2 separate regions of the Mus musculus genome follow, and region 1 is linked to region 2. The links are chromatin contacts, called in public promoter capture Hi-C maps. All regions are on one chromosome and are shown on one strand. The core of a region is the stretch at or near the end of the contact, and the rest is flanking DNA. Distances in the headings are between cores, read along the strand shown.

Region 1 (6,339 bases), core at 603-3,102, 2.7 Mb before region 2:
AACTGGCAAGACCAGAAATTTAAGAAGCAAAGTGATAAGAACCTTAGGGAAAGCAAAATTCATACAAGTTGCTGATTCCAAGAGGCCTTAAAAGGCCATCCATTTCAATGACAACTGATAATCTATCCTCCTTTTGAAAGATGCCAGGCTTCCAACCTGCCATACAATCCGGTCATGTGATTTGGGAAAAATATAATTGACTGTTCTTTGTCCTACATTATGCTGTTTTTTTTTCTCAAACTACATGACAAAATATTTTAACCTATTTCTAAAATATACAGATTTACAAGTGCAGAGGACAAGCATGCATTGACACGTGCATTTATGCATAATACGAGCACTCGGGACATTCACTTTTGCTTGTATAAACACACAGGTATGTAAACATATAATCAAAGGCACATCACCATCAATTTTTTAAAAACTTTGAAGCTTACTTTCTCCTCATCGCAATTAATTTTTCTTTTCTTTATATAAACACCGGCCCGATTTAGAGGACTCATCACACAAAAAAAGAAAAACTATAAAAATAACTCAGATATTATATCCAAAAAGAACAATGTTAAGGTTTGACTTTTAAAGCTATTTGAGCAACAATCATTTTGAAAGAAGACACAATGAAATATGGTGACGGCTGGGAACAGCCAATGATAATGAACAAGTAACCCGGCTTAATCAAGTGGGCCAAAGGAATGGTTCAAATAAAACAAATCATTTTGGGAACATACATAAAATAAGGAAGTACCATTCAAGGACAAGCTAGGTACTCTTAAAAAACAAAAGAGTCTGTTAGAAATATATCAAAATATTAACAGTGAAATGCTATCTCTGGAGATGGGTTATTAATTCGTTGGAATTTATCACTCTTGATTACCTATACACCTTCAAGGTATTACACACATTTTTAAAACTAACGCAAATGGAGATTTTTGTCCCTGTGCTTCACAGCTACCATACACATGCATGCATAGTACATACATACATACATACATACATACATCGCGTCTTTACATAACCTCCTGGGAGAGGTAGGTACCAAGCTTCTGTCCTCGTGTCTCCTGGGAACCTGCCACCCATCACTGTTCCCAGGGTTAGCTCCTGTCATCACCACCATCCACCTCTCACCCTGGAGACTACACAACTGTCGCCTCGTCTCCGCTCCAGGTAGCAAGGGCTTTAGAAATTGTTATTTTATCCGAAGAGAGATTCAGAGAAAGGTTTACCGAAAGGATGAGCAGCCCCCACCCAAAAGCGCAGACGAGGAGAAAGACGCACGGTCTCAACCTCCACCCCTCCGAAGTCGGCCGGCGACAGGGAGCACCGGAGTCGCGACTCTCCTCAAGAGGAAGAGATGGGAGAGCCGCTCCCCAGTCCCAGTCCCAGCTAAGAGAGACGCGCTCGATAGCGGATAAAGGGGAGAAGGTCACAGACGCGACCCCTGAGGCGCTGAGGGGCGCAGACTGCAAGCTTATTCAGGGGCGGGTCCCTCCCTCCGGCAGGTGGCTCGGCTTCCAACAGGCTTCCAGGGGGCCAGGGGTTCCTCGGGCCTCCGCCCGCCGTCCACCCGGAGCCAGCAGTCCCGCTCGGCGGGCGGCCCCGGAACGGCCCCGAGCGGCTCGGCCGGGCCAGCCGATCACACACTCGGGAGGTCACGATGGCGAAAGAGAACGTGTTACCTACCGTACGTGGGTCGGGAGCTGGCGGCGATGGGGTGCGGCTCCAGCACCCGGCACCCGGCTGGCCAGCGGCCGCGCTAGCCGCGTCCTTTATATTTTTGCTGCAGCGGCGGCGACTTGTCAAAGGGAAAGACGTAAGAGGCGGCGGCGGCAGCGGCGGCAGCGACGGCGGCAGCGGCAGCGGCAGGCGAGTCTCGCGGGACTTATGAGGGAACTCTCGCGAGATCAGAAGCGCTGGTCCTGCCTCCTCCGGGCCTCGCGCGGGAGGTGGGAGGCAACCTGAGAGGAAAAGGGAGAGAAGATGCCGGCTTAGGCAGTGATGGGAAAGCGATGAGTACATCGCCGGCCGGGAGACCCTTCCTGTGAGGGTACTGGGGACACTCTACCGCCCCATGTCTCTTAACCGCTGGGTCCTCGCGGAGTCACGTGTGCCCGTAGGGAACTATCAATTGGGGGCATTTCACAAAGGGCGCTGAAGGATCAGGCGAGCGTGGATGTGTTCAGGATGAGTACGGGACAGTCTGCAAGAGGATCGGGGTCCGAATGCTGCCGAGGCCTCGGGGCTGCCGAGGACCGAGAGAAAAAGCTGCGGCCGGCCACACCCCTTTATCTCGGCTGCTTGCCGGGCGCTCTACTCCCTTTATCTCCCATCACAGTCTGCCCTTAACCTTGTGGCTGGTTAAGTTTACGCCCAAGCAAGTGTTTAAGTTGACCAACTTCTGCCCTGTCTGAGGAACACGGGAGGATTGACCTTTAGTACAGGTCTTGACCCTGACCTATACAGTGATGCACTCTGAGGAAGAACACTAACTTGGTCATCTAGCCCAACGTCTAGCATAGATGTAGGCGCTCAAATGTTGAATTGATATTGTTGAATGCCTCTGTACTTAAGGACTCCCAATCTCACCACTGTAGCCACCTTCAGCAAAAGGTTTTTCTGGAGAGAGAGCGGTTAAGAGGGCTATCTCTTACAGAGTGACTTGGCTTCACTTCACTTCAGGATGTCCAAAACCACTTGTAACTTCAACACTCACTTCTGAACGCTACAAGAACCTGCACTCGCGTTAACATACCCACACATACACATGAATTTGTTTTTGTTTTCAAGACAGGGTTTCTCTGCATCGCCCTGGCTGTCCTGGAACTCTCTGAAGACCAGGCTTTTTCCTGATTCTGCTCCAGAGTGCTGGGACTAAAGGCTTTTGGGGAAGGGGGGACGTTATAAATAAAATCTTTTTAAAAAATTCTTGTGCTAAAGACATAAACATACATGGTATAAGCAGCTGGGTGGGGTGGCAATCTCTGTGAGCTTGAGGCCAGTTTGGTCCACATACTGAGTTCCTCCCCTTTGGTTCAATTGGAAATGTGTATCATACAAATTTAGCCTAAGACAAAAGCTACTCTCAGCTTTGTGTGTGACTTGGAATGGCTTGCTTGGCTTCCCTGGACCTCAGTTCCTAATCTGTTCATTTAGAATATTAGTTATTATGACAGGGTTCCTCCTTAGAGGAGTATAGATAATGAGATAATCACTAAATAGAACTTCTAATGGTGCATATAAACTTCTATGTATAAGATGTGTGTTCTAGTCTAGGTATGAGAGGCAGATTAGCATGGAGTGATGACATTGTTGCTAGTGCTTTTTATGGTCTCAGGTGTTTGGTTTTGGTCCTGGGGAGAAGGGACTGAGGTGCATATTTTTCATATCAAAGCAGACCTGGCCTCCTGATTCTCCCTGCATCCCTCAGTTCCGACCTGTCATACCCTGCCCCCAAATGTGAGCTTTGCAGCCCAGGGGCTGGGTTGCCCTTCCCCCAGAGGCTTCTCCCTATAGAATCCAGACATTTTGCGTGCTCTCTCTCTCTCTCCCTCCCTCCCTCTCTCTCTCCTCTCTCTCTCTCCCTCTTTTCCCTCTCTCTCTCTCCTCTCCCATTCTCCCACTCTCTCCCTCTCCCACTCACTGCCTTGCAGACCTGAGTTCTGTTCCCAGCACCTATATCAGGAGGCTCCCAACTGCCTGGAACTCCAGCTCCAGAGAGATCTGACACCTCTGGCCTTAGCAAGCAGCTACATTCACATGTGCATACCCCCATACAGATATGCACATATACACATAGATATCATTTAAAAATAATAAATCTTTTTTTAAAAAAAAGACATTTCCTCTCTTGCCCTCTATTTAGCTTCCTCCCTAGGAGATATATGCAAAGAACTAAATATAATTGAGTCCAACAGCACTCAACTACTTTTTAAATTTTCACTTATTATTTTTATCTTTTGTGTAAAGTGTTTTGCCTGTATACATGCCTGTGTGCCACCTGCATGCAGTGTCCACAACAGCCAAAAGATGGGACTAGACCCCTGGGAACTGACATTACCCACCACTGTATGGGCCACAACGTAGGTGCTGGGAATCAAACCTGGGTCCTCTAAAAGAACTGTCAGTACTTTAACAGCTGAGCAATTTCTCCACCCCACATACAATTACAAATCAATGTCAGCAAGGAAACTCTACTTTCCACCATGACTTTGGCCATACCACTTTTTCCAAACTCAAGTACTCAAATCAGCACTTTTTTAAAGCCTCATCAACATCAGCCTCCCACCTCTACCACCTCAGATCTCCCCTAGAAAAATGGAAATGTGTTCTCAAGGCCAAGGGCTCACTATCATAATGGATCCTTGTCCTGATAGCTCTCTGAGCTGTGCACCATGGCCACAACAGAGAGGCAACTCTCCCTGCTTGCATATGCCACCATTGGCCTCCCAAGGCACGTTCTGTACTCGTGCACCACAGTCAGGGACTGGAAAGTCAGAAAAATGTGTCATTTTCATCTCGCATCTGCCTATAAGCTATGCTTAGCTCTAAAACGAAAGCTATAGCTAAGTTGGAAGCGAAATCAGAAGAGTAAAAATATGGAGGAAAAGGGAAAGGCTAAAAGGATTCAGAGAATGTATTGAACCATGACTCTGAAAACAGAAACTTGCCAACTCAGGAGTCTACAGATAAGAGTCCTGCTGTCACAGGAAATCGCAACCTGCCTTCCCCTTTTCTGCCTGTGAGTAAATGGACTTACTCCTTACCCAAGAGTATGAGAGTCAAAAAGCCAGGCATGGTGGTGCACACTGGAAATTGCAACACTCGAGAGGCAGAGGCAGGCATATTTCTATGCATTCAAGGCCAGCTTGGTCTACATAGAGAACCCCAGGCCAGCAAAAGGGACAGTAAGACTCTGTCAAAAAAAAAAAAAAAAAAGTCAAAGAATGTAGGAAATTATCTGAGACATTTTCATTTATTCACTTAGCACATCTCCACTGAGGAACTATTTTTGGTCACACATTGTATGAGGCTCTAAACAGACTGTTGACAAGCTTTAACACCTACCCTCAAGGAGGTTCTGGTCCAATGGAGGAAATGGAAGAAGAGAATAGATCATTACAATACCCAGCAGGGTACTGAACAAATAAGAAAGGTGTAGGGGAGGAAGTCAGGGAGAGAAAAGCAAAGAGAGCTCAAAGGCTGGTGAAGGATGATCTGTAAGTCAGCTCCAGAATGACTTCAGCAAACTGCTCTGTTGTGGGTTGTGGATTCTGCTTTGTTCTAATAAAATGCACAGCTCTTAAGCCATTAGAAAAGGGTCTTTGATGTGGAGTCATTTTATACACCTATTAGCTTTGAAGAAAGATAGGATTAATGGAGGAAAAAAATCATAATTAAAAACATTTTGTTCTTACAGCTTGTATTTTTGTTTTGTTTGTTTTGGGTTTTTTTTTTTTTGTTTGTTTGTTTTTTGTTGTTGTGGGTTTTTTTTGTTTTGGTTTTGGTTTTGGTTTTTGGTTTTTCGAGACAGGGTTTCTCTGTGTAGCCCTGGCTGTCTTGGAACTCACTCTGTAGACCAGGCTGACTTCGAACTCAGAAATTCACCTGCCTTTGCCTCCCAAGTGCTGGGATTAAAGGCATGTGCCACCACTGCCTATGGCTTGTATTTAAACACGTAAAGAGAGAACACATTCCACTTCACAGGCTTGGTCCCTTAGGCCAGTCTTCCTAATCCAGGTAATCCAACAGAGAGCCCAAGAGACATTTCCAAAACATGGTAACAATACCTACGTTGTTTAGCTTATGGCTTGTTTATACTTATTTATAGATGTCTTTGGTTCTTGGTTTGGTTTTTTGGTTTTTTGTTTGTTTTTGGAAAGATTTGGTTGTGTATCTTAGATTGGCCTCAAACTTGGAATCCCCCTGCCTCAGATTGCCAGGTGCTGGGGATTACAGTTAAATGCAACCATAACCATATCCAGCTGTTGTGTTGTGTTGTTTGTGGTATCTGTGGTCTAACTCAGAATTCTTGCCTCTACTCAGCAAGGTGATGGGGGAGGAAACCTAATAGGTTTGCCTTATTTTGTTGATTTACTTATTTTCACAGTGCTGGGGATGGTTCCAGGGTCTTATGAACATAAAGCAAGCACTCTGCAACTGAGCTACATCCCCAACCCAAGATAGCTGTTAACACTTTGTTTGTAATCATAGTTCCACAAAAAAAGGGGAAAAAACTCTAAAAATAATTATTGCAACTATCAAACATGTATTATTAGTCATACGTTATGCTAGAAATGTAGGGGTTCAATTCATGTACATGGGGGGAAAAAAAGCTAAACAAAC
Region 2 (7,201 bases), core at 3,810-6,309:
CCTTTAATGACAGCCTCAGGAGGTAGAGGTGGGTGGAACTCTGCGAGTTTGAGACCAGCTTGTCTAGACAGTGAGTTCCAGGCCAGCCAGGGCTACAGTGAGACCTTGTTCAAAAAAGGAAATTCAGAGTCAGTAAGCGCTACACTACCAAACACAGAAGGAAGAATTACTGATACACAGAATCCTCAACCCAACGGGATGTCATATTAATATGAACAGATATGTGGCCTACTCACATTAATCCTATACAGTGAACTGACACACAATGTCTCTGCCTTAAATTTAATTAACTGAGAAAAAGAAAAACCCAGAAATTGTTAGACTTAAAGCACAAATGATCTTTTAATGTATATTTAATGCATTACACATACTTCCCATGTTAAATAACGCTCTATTTTAATGTAATATACATTTTCTAGGCAGATTCCCCCCTTTCCATTCATCAATAAATCTTCAACCATCCCAGACAGTAATGAAGCATATTTAAAACTATTTTGTAAGTATTCATTCTTCCTACCACTTCATCCCCCAAAGCAGCCACCTTAAGCAGCCTTTCTGCTTACTATGGAGTAGAGTAACAAAACGTCTCAGCTCTACCTTTCTCTGGGCTAAGACTTGACCATGAACACACACAGCAGCAGTTACTGCCTGAGCACTCTGGGTAAATTAAACCTCGTATTTCCAAACCAGTTTCTTCACCATAAGATGGAAATGCCCTAGCCTACTGTGAGTAGAACTGAAGTAAATTTTATTTTTAAAAAACACAGTTGAGGGTGCCTGGAAAGATGGATTAGAAGTTAAGAGAGCTATCTGATCTTCCAGGAGATCTGAATTCAATTCTTAGGACCTACATGGTAGCTCTCAACTACTTGTAACTCTAGCTCTGAGGGATCCAACATCCAACGCCCTCTTCTGGCTTTCCTGGTATTGCACTCACATGCACACACAGACACACATCTATTAAAAACACTCTTGGGAAGAGTTCTACGTGCACATTTACTACTATCATAATATCTCTAAGTTTCTGAATGTTACTAATTGAAAGAATTTTGCTACAGATGTTCTGGAAGCTTGTCCAGATGTAGAAACAAGGCTGCTAATCCACAGTTGCTGGCTTGGCATCAACTACACCACTCTCTAGGAGTTCTTCTAAGTTCCTCTCAGAGGAATGAGATGTGAGCTCTTAACATTTTCTAATTCTCACAGGTAGAGCACACATTTTTACTACACTCCTCTTGAGGGTGGGACCAGTACCTTAAGACATAATTTTTGTAGCAGTAGCTAGAACAGACACTAGCTCCATGTTTAATAATCATTTATCATAACACACATTTCTAGAATGAAAATATGATGTCCACAAACACACTCCAGGCAGAAAGAACTCTGATGAAGCGCAGTCACTCTCACGCATCACGCAGTCCCCTGCACAAGCTCCTCCAGCATGCTGAGCTTCTAATGGCCTACACTGTGGGACAGGTGAGAGAGCTCAGAAGGCGACAGTGCAGACAGGCCAGATAACCTAAGCTCAGCCTCAGGAATGCATGTGGTGGGATGAGAGAGCTAACTCCGACAAGGTGTCCTCTGACCCTCACAAACAAATAAACAAAAACTTACTAAAAAAAATTGTATATATATACACATATATTCATATACATGCATAAACACACACACATATATATTTTATATATATATATATATATATATATATATATATATATATATATATATATATGCCAAGAAGGCCTCCCCTTAGCTATGTATGTATCTAACTGGAGTACTGCAAGTAAGTCTTACAGTGACAAGAAGTTTTTGACAAAGTCCATGCGGGTTCTTTATCCACAGTCAAGAGTCAAGGCCTACTGATTTTTTTTTTAAAGTGGATTTCTAAAGAACTTGATATTTGATTACAAGATATTTCCACTGTTGGTCAAGAGCAGTAAAGCAGATCAGATACAGAGAGAGTGATGACAGAAACAGGATTCCTCTTCCAGATCAAGGCACATCCCAGTCAATCAGAAACCCGGGTCCTACCTAGACTACAGCCACTCATCGTGGTGGTCTCTGTCTTCCATCCCCAAATTAAATCCATTCCCTGAATAGTGTAACTCCGTCCGTCCGTCTTTAACGCCATCTGAGGCCTCCGTCCCCATGACCTTGTAAGAACTGGCCAGCCCTCTTTCCTGCTTTACTTATTTAAACCATCTGCTGGCTTTTCTGCACTTCCCCTGCTGACGTGTGGAGCACTGATGAGTGGCACCTAATTTTAACAAGAATTAGAGTTTCCTAAGTCACTCTGCATACAGAAACAAAATGGGCTGTTTCGTAGAACTTCACACACACACACACACACACACACACACACACACCAATAATGTTCAAAGTCTCTATTAAAGAACAAAGGAAGAATGCCACCATTTGCTGGCTACTGGTGGTCGATCAGCTCTTTCAAGGAACTGACCACGATTGCCAGTTCTGATCTTTGAGAAACAGGACCGGGCCAGGCACGGCGGGCTCAACACTTGGACAAGTTCAGAGCTGGCCTAGGAGACACACAAGACCTTTTTGGAGGATGAAAGGGAGACAGAGCACCATAGCTATCAGAATATATAATATTCCTGAGCCTGCCTTTGAAAGATCATTCACCTATCACTAATAGGACTCTAAATGCATATACATTTTATTGAAAGTCAGATAAATACAGACCCATAAACGCCTTCAGAAAGGTCTGGTATATTCACTGCATGGATGTACAATAGAAAGTACTTTTTGACTTAGTGTTAAAAAAATATCAGGATGGGGATTAGGGTGTGACTCAGTAGTAGTGCACTTGCTTAACACGTGCAAGGCACTGGAATCCATCATCAACACCACACACACACACACACACACACCAGGCTAAAAACTACATATGAAGTAGAATTATATAATTACAATAATTATAAAATACAGAAAATATGCAGGGGCCCCGGGGAGATGGCAAAAAAAACACCACCAAAATGTCAGCTAACATTTTTTTCTCCATATGCTAAATTTTACTAAATTCAACATGAAGTAGAAGGGGCAAAGATGGGAGACCTGGTGGGAGGGAAGGGGGAGCACTCCCTGGTGGGGGATGGGGGAAGGGGAGCACTCCCTGGTGGGGGGTGGGGGAAGGGGAGCACTCCCTGGTGGGGGATGGGGGAAGGGGAGCACTGCTTAGGGGAAGTAAGAGAATGGCAAAGAGTTTGGTTCTCATTTATGAATGTTGTAACTAAGCTTCTGCCCTAGCAAGGAACTGTCTAAGTGTTCAGAATAAGCAAGTTATAGAATACCCGTGCAGGAACGACAGCATGCCTAATTCTGTCAACAGGTGTAGAAAATAATTACAAACTGCACGATGCTTTACAGGCTCGGCCGCATTTGCAAGCCAGCACCCACGGTCTCCCAGGACACCTCTTCATGTGCCCCCTTTAAGGCTCAGCAAAGCCTGAGTTAAACAGGTGATACGCTTTTATAATAAGGCCAACCACTTATCCAATGCTTGCCACGTGCTGGCCTGTGGCCAAACATAATCCTCAGCCCACAGATAGGAAGATGAAGGGCAGAGGTTCAGTGACTTGCCCACAGTCAGAGCCATAGACCTGGCCAGTGAGCTGCCTCCTCAGCTCTAGCTCACTAGTCTCTCTGACCTACATTTCAGAGCTCATTTTGGGGTGGGGCTGGGGTTTATCTCTGAGGTAGAGTGCCACGCTCAGTATGCACAGAGCAGTGGGACTAAAAAGCAGAAAACACACACACACACACACACACACACACACACACACACGTATATTCGCGTATGCACAACAAAGGCAAAAAAAACAAAACAAAAACAAAAACAAAACCCTGAATTTTATAGCCCTTAGGGTCCAGAAGCAAAAGCACTGGGTGCAGTAACACCTCAAACTCATTTTTTTCCGGGGAACTTTCACCTCAGAAAGAACTCAAGAAATGTAACTGCAAGTGAGGGGGCACCCAACAAATATCATGTACACACAAGTATGCATGTATGTACATTACACACACACACACAATCAAGGGGAGGGAATCAAGAACGCCCACAGCTCTCATCTCTAAGGGAGTAAGCGTTTATTCTGGAGCCAAATATGAGGGATCATGAAAAGGGAACAGGAATCAGGGGTGCCTCAAGTCAAATGTTCCAACGTGGCAATAACAATTCCATGGTGTTCTTATAGGAACAACAAAGCTACATATCAGGATGTTCTAAAAATACATTGAGGGGAACAACAGGTTGGTGGATTACAGCACATCGTGGAAGCCCTTGCTGTAGGCCTCAGACACCAACTGATAAAATTCTTAGCCTTTGGGTTGATGGAAGCTAGGGGGTCTGTTTGCTTATTCCCAAAAGGACTTTACCTGATAGTCAGAGGATATTAGGTCAGACACAGAAGTGGGCAACAAATGGCTAAGAAGGAGACTAGAGACAGTCCACGAGAATCTGGCTACAGTTATTAAAATTCCAGCTCTCCACAATCACAGGAGTTCTGGTCAGTCCATCATCCTGGCAGAACACTAACGCGCGTGCATTTTTTGTTTGTTTGTTTTTTTGTTTTTTTGCTGAGCACTTCAGTTCACAAGAGGAACCACTACCCCAGCAGCAGGGGCATAACCCCCAAACACAACACCGCAACTCCAGCGCCTTACATTCGTCTAAGAGCACAATTTCCGGGGTCTTGAATATCATCTTAGGGGGTGCTTGCCACCACCCCTGAGGCGGGAGGTCAGAAACCGGCCTCACTTTACACAGGCAGAAGGTTAAGCGCCTGGCGCCGAGACCTGCGGAGGAGCCGGAGCCTAGGGCCCAGCTCGGGCAGAGCCCGGGAGAGGTCGCCGGCCCTGCGCCCATGGCTCTGAACTGGGCCTTGCAGCCCGGCTCAGACGTCGGGTTACTCACGTTGCACCAGCCGGTCCCCGGTGAAGGTGGCGGAGCAGCTGGTAACCAGCGCGCAGGGTACACCGGCAGCCATCGCTGCGGCAGAGCGGGTTCCGCGCCGGCGCTGCTTCCGCCTTGGGCCGTACCACTGCAGCGGGCACGCGGGGGAGATGATCCGGGCACGCGCGCTGGGCGGGGCCGCGCGCTGGGCAGCCGAGGCTCCGGCTGGCCCTCACACCCCCCTTCCCCGCTCCTCCAGTGGAGCGCGCCGGTCGCGCGCGCCGCGTTGCTATGGTGACGGGTGCCCGCACCATCTAGGAGCGCTCCGCAGGAGGCCATACCTCCGGAGCCTAGTGTCTTCTGCCCTCCTTAGTCATGGCGCAGGCCCAGGAGGACAGCGACCCCATTGGATCCATCCTAATCCAGGTGGGAAACAGGCCGGGCTGGCGGCCGCACAGACCTCCCCTCGAACCCCGAAACCTGTGATCCCAAGCACCACCATTTATTCTCTCGGCCCTATAGCAGGAAACGCCTACACTTTAGGGCATCATGCTCTGGGGGTTGAACACAGGACATGCTAGCGCCAAGCAAGTGCTTTACCGCTAGGCTGCATCACCTGTCTTCCTTATACTTCGGGCCCAGATGGTCATTGACTGTCTTGGAGCACCCTCTACAATCCAGGCAGGCCTGGAACTTGTGATCCTCCTGCCTCAGCCTCCTGAGTAACTGGGATTATCAATCTGTACTAGCAGGCTGGGGTGCTCAAGGCACCATTTAAAAATAAATTATGAAATGTTTAAAGTCCATCCATGGCTTGGGGATGTGAAGGAGAAACAGATTCATCATTAGGAGGTGGTGAGAAGTTCGAAGAGAACGTGAGCTATGGGACCCGTGCTTCTTAACCTACAATAGTCACTGCTTGCTTGGGAACACACACCCAAGCTTTTTTTAAAATTTTTTTTTCTTCGAGACAGAGTTTCTCTGTGTAGCCCTGGCTGTCCTGGAACTCACTCTGTAGACCAGGCTGGCCTCCAACTCAGAAATCTGCCTGCCTTTACCTCCCAAGTGCTGGGATTAAAGGTGTGCGTTACCAAACATATTTTTAAGATCACCTGGATTACAAAACAACATAAAAAATGAAAACTTGGAGAAATATCTTATTTATAATCTAGGGAGAAAGCTCTCAAAGACTTGACTTCTCCAGTGTAATTCAGTTTGTGACAGTTGAACAATTTTTCTGAAACAGCTAGGTTGGTTTGGTTTTTTTTTTTTTTTTTTTGCTTTGTTTTGTTTTGTTTTTTTCCGTGTTTAGGTATGGGTCCCTTTAAGATGGTCTCACTTTAAGAAGTTCTGTAAGACCCCCGATGCTGGGCCTCTGCTCAAGTCCCGGGATGAGCTGGCCAACACCCCAACATCTCGAGAGAAAACCACACCTGATGCAAACTGCAAGAGGTTTTATTATCAGCTAGCTGAGGACGAAGTCCCTCCACAGTGCAGGGCAGGGGAGTTCGACCCGAGTGGTGACAGTAGGGGGCTTTTAACAGCTAGCTGAGGAATTGGGAGAGGTGTTGGGAAGAGTTGGGAGGAGAGCTGGGAAGAGTTCTTCTCTTCTGGGTGTCCTTGGTGAAATTTACAAGGCAGGTGTGGGGAGTGAGTTCTTTCTGAATTTTTATCTCCGTGTCCTCGGCACAGGAAGGCAGGCATCTCTGGTTGTACAGTATAGAAACAAAAAGGCTTTTTGCTGGCTATAGAGAACAAAGAGCTTCTTTCTAGCTATATTTTTAGAGATCAGGGAAAACAAGCTTGGGGACCGTCCAGGGGCTTTACCTTCCTGGGAGAAACGCTCTAAGTCGGGGTCCCACAGTTCACCATAATTTCTAACTCATATTTAATTGACAAAGGCTTGAGATAGCGTCCTGAACGCTTTAGAATACACATCCTAGTACACCTTTTTCAAAACTCCAGAGTTCCTAAGCCCACTAGCTTCATAGACATCCCCGTTATGAATTGGACCTAAATCTTACCTGTATCACACTCAACAATTTCCCCTGTGGTGAATTTAGCCAAATATAACACCAGCGAGGACAGTCCCCACCCATGTCCTCACTGACACCAACTGCAAGGTCATGTATGAAGCTCTCGAACAACCCTCACGTCAGTTAGGCTGGCTGTGAGCCTATGAGTCCCATGGCACTCTCACATTTTATTTGTGAGAAAGGCTCATGGAAGTCAGAGATGAGCTACCCTGGTGATTAGGATTAAAGTTAGCCAAGGAGAGAGATGCATAGC

What was found. Promoter capture Hi-C pulls out the DNA fragments that hold promoters and counts their contacts.
Region 1: a contact with region 2 is called in a promoter capture Hi-C map of pre-B cells, with 2.8 times the contacts expected there. The contact joins the promoter of Herc1 here to the promoter of Aagab in region 2. A contact is called at or near these places in 2 of 39 promoter capture datasets (cranial neural crest and pre-B cells).

The regions. Positions count from the first base shown.
Region 1 is chr9:66,345,963-66,352,301 of GRCm38.p6, reverse strand. Herc1 (HECT and RLD domain containing E3 ubiquitin protein ligase family member 1) reads right to left here and starts at 1,852. Exons shown (of 78, transcript NM_145617.3): 1 at 1,681-1,852. It overlaps Gm30447, which reads left to right. Exons shown (of 2, transcript XM_006511600.4): 1 at 1-1,681; 2 at 1,784-1,977. The coding sequence starts at 1,231. The coding sequence ends at 1,959.
Region 2 is chr9:63,600,504-63,607,704 of GRCm38.p6, reverse strand. It overlaps Aagab (alpha- and gamma-adaptin binding protein), which reads right to left and starts at 5,059. Exons shown (of 10, transcript NM_025857.3): 1 at 4,934-5,059. The coding sequence starts at 5,006. It overlaps Iqch (IQ motif containing H), which reads left to right and starts at 5,212. Exons shown (of 22, transcript NM_001311098.1): 1 at 5,212-5,338. The coding sequence starts at 5,288.